Regions from separate parts of the Sus scrofa genome. Here region 2 is linked to region 1. A link is a contact called in public Hi-C data. All regions are on one chromosome and are shown on one strand. Each heading gives the region's core, a stretch centred on a gene start, on an enhancer-like site or on the middle of the called end of the contact. The rest is flanking DNA. Distances are from core to core; before and after follow the strand shown. Region 1 holds the start of RERG (ras-related and estrogen-regulated growth inhibitor). Region 2 overlaps RERG (ras-related and estrogen-regulated growth inhibitor).

Evidence for each region. Hi-C and Micro-C count contacts between places; a contact is called where the count stands out from the background.
Region 2: a Hi-C map of omental adipose tissue shows a contact between it and region 1, with 2.4 times the contacts expected there. The contact joins the enhancer-like site here to the promoter of RERG in region 1. A contact is called at or near these places in 1 of 5 promoter capture datasets (liver), 19 of 47 Hi-C or Micro-C datasets (adipose tissue, alveolar macrophages, brain and 11 more) and 1 of 2 datasets of contacts at active chromatin or transcription factors (skeletal muscle).

Annotation. Positions count from the first base shown.
Region 1 is chr5:57,347,958-57,350,657 of Sscrofa11.1, reverse strand. RERG (ras-related and estrogen-regulated growth inhibitor) reads right to left here and starts at 1,272. Exons shown (of 5, transcript XM_003481681.4): 1 at 1,025-1,272.
Region 2 is chr5:57,425,915-57,428,614 of Sscrofa11.1, reverse strand. The region is part of intron 2 of RERG (ras-related and estrogen-regulated growth inhibitor); the gene reads right to left. Among named protein-coding and RNA genes, the nearest start is that of RERG, 78 kb to the right of the region's middle. Within about 2 kb of position 1,439, at least 6 of the 83 cell types and tissues checked have an H3K27ac peak or open chromatin away from gene starts, as enhancers often do. A contact at or near this core is called in liver and omental adipose tissue, where this site is marked.

The DNA.
Region 1 (2,700 bases), core at 23-2,522:
TGGCTGGGTCTTGAAGCTGCCATTCACCTTTTATATGGATAGTGCTTTATTAGGACAAAAACTTCTTAGTTCCTATCACTCCTAGAGCTAAAATCACACTTAGATATTTCAGAGATTAAAGGTGTATTGATTTTTTTCCCCTAAACATAAAGATACCAAAATAACGCTTAGAATAAGAAAAAAAAAAAAAAAAAAAAAGCCAGACTCGAAATTCTGTGTTACTATTAATGCATGCATTGATTCATGCCACTTTTATGCTAATCATAAAAGCGGCCACCTTCAAGGAGCTTACAATCCCATAGATGTATGACATTTGGTTCACTAATAAGCTGATTTTTAAACTTATTTAAAAAATAATTTATGCATCATAAACCATTTTTCAGACTATTATACTTATCAAGGTCCATGCTTTCTACTTCCTCTTGGCAAAAAAAACAAAACAAAAAAACAAGCATCTTGATAAGGTATATACGATTTATAAGATAATAGTGTTTCTAACTGCTGTATTTATGGTCTCATCAAAATAAAGTGCAGGTGTTTAGGGAAGCAAAGAATCTAGTCTGGTCGTGGGAATCTAGTCTGGTCTTCCGGCTGCTACTTCCCTAGCTCTGAAATCAAGTTTTCCTGGTCTCAATATGAGGAATTCTCCCGCATTTTATCACAACGCAGCACGCACAGGGATGAGTACCGTTGTAAGAGACTCCTGGCTATGGCGTTATTCTGAAAGCAACAGGTATCCTGGAACGATAAACAAACCCATCATGGACTGCGGGTCACTTGCTTTCAACCTGGGGAGCAAACGCTGCCTAAGTCAAAAGGGCATTCTAGGTCTCAGCTCTGACCGAGGGCGCTGTCAAGCTCGGGGCACCAGCGCTTACATCTCCCTCTCGGCGACCCCCAAAGCCCTGGCTGAGAGGACCCCGTGGCCAGGAGGGCCGCCCCGGAGGCCGAGCGTTCAGGGGCTCGGAAGGGTCTTCAGGAAGTCATCCCGAAAAAGCCACCTGGGCACGTGCGTGACACTCACCTGTTCACACTCTCCAGGCCCAGAGAGCCGCGGTCCCCCTGCAAGTTCAGAATCAGTCCCCCGGGACCGCTACCCCTCCCACGCTGCGCGGCCCAATCTGTGGGTGGCGTTTCCCGGCTGCTGGGCTGCGACTGCGGGGGGCAGCGGCAGTAGCAGTAATAGCTGGCGGAGTGGCCCGGGTCTCCCCGCAACCACTCTCTCCGACTAGCGGCGGATGGACTGCGGCAGGACGCGGGCTCCGGCGGACGAGGCCGCCGGGATGCTGCAGTGTGGCGCTCGCGCGCCCCCTACTGGGGCTAGCGCTCGGCTCCTCCAGCGAAGCCGCCTCCAGGCTGGATCATTCAAAAATCAGTTTTCGAGCTGCACTCGGACAGGCTTCCCTTTTCTCCTGCTAGATTCCCGGCCTCTAGGTTCTCGTTGAAGGATCTCACTCCTTGGGTTAAAACATTTGCCTGTAAAAGGATCAGTATGTGACCTTTTCGATTCCTTACTTCAGAAGGTCCTCACAACATCCCTTAGAGGTACGTTTAACTTTCCCCATGATTCCCACGAGGAAACAGAGGATAAATCACTTGTCCAAGGCTAGTAAATGGTTGGAATAAAAATCCAGGCCGATTGGAAGCTGAGATGCTAGGAGAGACATATGTACTGCATTAAATTGAACTTCATATCTCTATACTGGAGAAAGTTCCAAAAGATTCACATTTCCCCTTACAAGATCAGCATTTATAACGTTCGAATTGAAATCACACTCAATCATCCTCAAACCTAACGAAAATGATTAATATTTGTGCTGCGCTAGACTCCCTTTCACATCTCTCATCTCATCTGATATTTACTCCCTTCATTGAGGTAGGCACTCATTAAAATTATTAGCCTTCCGTGATTTCCTATTGTGGCTCAGCAGAGAGCCCACATTGTCTCTCTGAGGTTGCAGGTTCCATCCTGGGCCTTGCTCAGTGGGTTTAAGGATCTGATGTTGCCATGGTTGTGGTAGGCCCCAGCTGCAGCTTGGATTCAACTCCTAGCCCAGAAGTCCATATGCAGCAGGTGCAGCCATTTAAAAAAAAAAAAAAAATTGCATTTCAGAGCCAAGGAGGTGAGTTTCAGGGAGATTAAAAGATTTCCCAAAACTATGAAACTTTTGATGAGAAGCACGAAACACCCATATTATTTGTTTTCCTGTGAAGCCTGGTGTTCTTAACAAGACACCCGATGGCCTCCAGAAAACCACTGCCATGTCGAATAGACTAAGTGAACAGTGGTAGGTGAACAGTCTGTGTCCCTGATGGAAGCGGTGTAACAGGGCAGGCAGTTTCCAGGACCAGCTGACCTGGAAAGCCACCAGTTGTGAGCCATGCTGAATGGAGGAGCTGTGTCTGCACAAAGCTAGGAATTAGCTCCCTGAACAGGATCTTAATATATTTACTCACCTCATGAGATATTTTACCTTAAAGGTTAAAATTATTAGTCGCATAATAATTAGATATGTTAAAATTACTTATTACATAATAAAGCTACCTTAAGTAAAAATTATTAATTGCATATTAATGACATCTTAATTCATTGTGTTTAACCATATATTTGCTTATATTTAAATTTAAATGGGTTTTTATATATCTATATAATTTTTGTTTAACCATATATTTATTTTAGTCAATGTTAATTGACTTCTT
Region 2 (2,700 bases), core at 190-2,689, 78 kb before region 1:
GCAACCTACACCACAGCTCAAGGCAACGCCAGATCCTTAAGCCATTGAGCAAGGTCAGGGATTGAACCCGCAACCTCATGGTTACCAGTTGGGTTCGTTAACTACTGAGCCACTATGGGAACTCCCTAAATTTCTTGATATTTCATTCATATTATAGTACTTATGTCAAAAAATGAGTCATTTCTATTGGGTTAGTCAATTTAAACTCCTGTGCTTTAGGAGCAAATGATTATAAACTGATTTTATTTTTCAAATCAAAAAATGATTTAGGAGTTCCTGTTGTGGCTCAGCATTAATGAACCCAACTAGTATCCATGAGGACATGGGTTCAATCCTGGCCCCACTCAGTGGGTTGAGAATCCAATGTTTCCAAGAGCTGTGGTATAGGTCACAGATGTGGCTTGGCTCTGGAATTGCTGTGGCTATGGCTATGACTGACAGCTGCAGCTCTGATTCGACCCCTAGCCTGGGAACTTAAATATGCCACAGGTGAGGCCCCCCCCCAAAAAAAATTTAGATCAAACTATCTTTTGTTCTAATGGTTTTAAAAATAAAAAGTGGCCTCAAATTCTCTTATATAGGTTACAATTTGACTCTCTAAGAAGTGTAAATTGCTACAATTATTTCAGAAAAGTATATGATAATAAATACTAAAGCTAAAAATGTGCTTACTCTATGACTGGACAATTCCGTTCCCAGGGATTCATGCAATGGAAAGACATACATATGTTCACTGAAAATCATGATCAAGCATTATCATAGCAGCAGTATTCATATTGGCCCCAAGCTGGAAATCTTCCAAATGTTCAAGAATAGAATGGATACATTGTGATGTGTTGATGGATATAACACTACATAGTAATGAAAGTGAAGGAACAACTTGAATAAATCTTGCAAACATAAAATTAAGTGAGTGAAGTCAAACACAAAAAGGTTGCCCTGTATACTTCCACCAATATACAGTTGAAAAACAGGCAAACCAATGTATGTGTTGGAAATAAGCTTGGAAGTGACCACTGGAGGCATCAGTGTCTGAATGCAAGTACAGTGACAATTTCGAGGACCTGGCAAAGTCATAGTGCTGATGCTGTAGGTGATTTTGCTTGTGAAAATTCGCACAGCTTTAAGTTTATGATTTTTGTATATATACACACATACACACACACATATATAATACTCCAATAAAAATTAAAGAAACAAAGTAATAGATAACCCACCACATCCAAAAAAAGATGGTGAGCTCAGGCTTTATTGACAGTCAGATCCAGCTAGGATTTGGGCTCTACAGGTAACCTGCCATGTGATTTTGACAAGCCATTAAGGCTTTCTGCTTCATTTTCCTTATCTGAAACAAGGAAAAGAATATCTAACTCATGGGATTGTTATGAGGGTTCAATGATATAATAACAAAAAGAACTTAGTATAATGTCTAACATGTCATCACAAAATAGTCATAATAAAAGCTAACAGTGAAAGAGTGCTCCCCGTGTGTCCAGTTCTGTTCCAGGGACTTAATTTTCTCCTAAACATCATGGGGCAGAGCTTCTGTCTGACAAAGGAGGAAACGATAATATAGACTTTAGCCTCATCCAAGATCACACAGCTATTAAGGGGAAAAGCCAGAATTAAAATTCAGTGGGGCTACATACTTAACTACTGAATTATAGTGTAATAAGAACTCAATAAATGGTAGTTATTACCATTACAAGAACAAATCCTAGCAGAGATGTGGGAGGGTATAGGGAAGAATTGAGTTTGGGCTAAATTGCTATTCTCCAGGAGACAAAGGGCAACTCTAGGGTTAGGCTTCAAAATTTCTGCTAAATAAATAAATGGCTGCTATTATTATTATGCAACTGCCAGATCTAATTTGAGACAGAAAATGAAAGTAAACAAATGCAACATTATCCTTGCACTTTATAAATTGAGAAAACAGCTGCAAGGAAGGTTAATGACACGCTCACCCTCAGTCCATGACATCCTGTTCCCTTAGGATATGCACCCCAGGGAAGCAGGCTACCTTGTCAGACTACATCTAAAATCTGTCTTGGCTTTGGTGGAATTCCAGGTGATTTTTTTCCTGTCTTTTCATCGTTGTCTATAATGAACATACTTTATTTCACAGTGGAAAATTCACTTTAAAAATAAAATGAAGTGCAAACAAAAACCAATCTCTGTACAGCAATAAGAACCACATGTCTTTTAAATGGAAAACATGCTGATTTTTTCTTTGTTTCTTGGAAGCAGCTTGCCAGATGCACAGTCCACAGCTTTGAACCGTTTACATAAACACACCCATGCCAAGGGTTTGCACGCAACAGTTAAATTGCACCCTTGTTGACATCTGAATGGGTAAAAACTGGAAGGGTAAAAACTGGTATTCACTTCAGTTGAATTCACTATCTCTTACAAACCACACGCCAGAAACATTTGTGGTAGACTGTAACATCCCAAGACACTTTGAAAGAAAAGCCTATTAGGGCTGAGATGGGGGAAAGTGCTAAGTGGTAGCAAAAGCTACAAATCCTTCAGGTGAAGTGCAATGTCCACAAATTGAGGGATGCGAGATGATTGTTACCATCCACCAGAGGGCACTATCTGTATATACAAAACTTTCTCAGGAACATCCCCCTCACCACCCCACCCCCCTGCCCCCAATTCTAAGCAGAGAAAGTTGATGGGATTAGGTCAACAAAATTC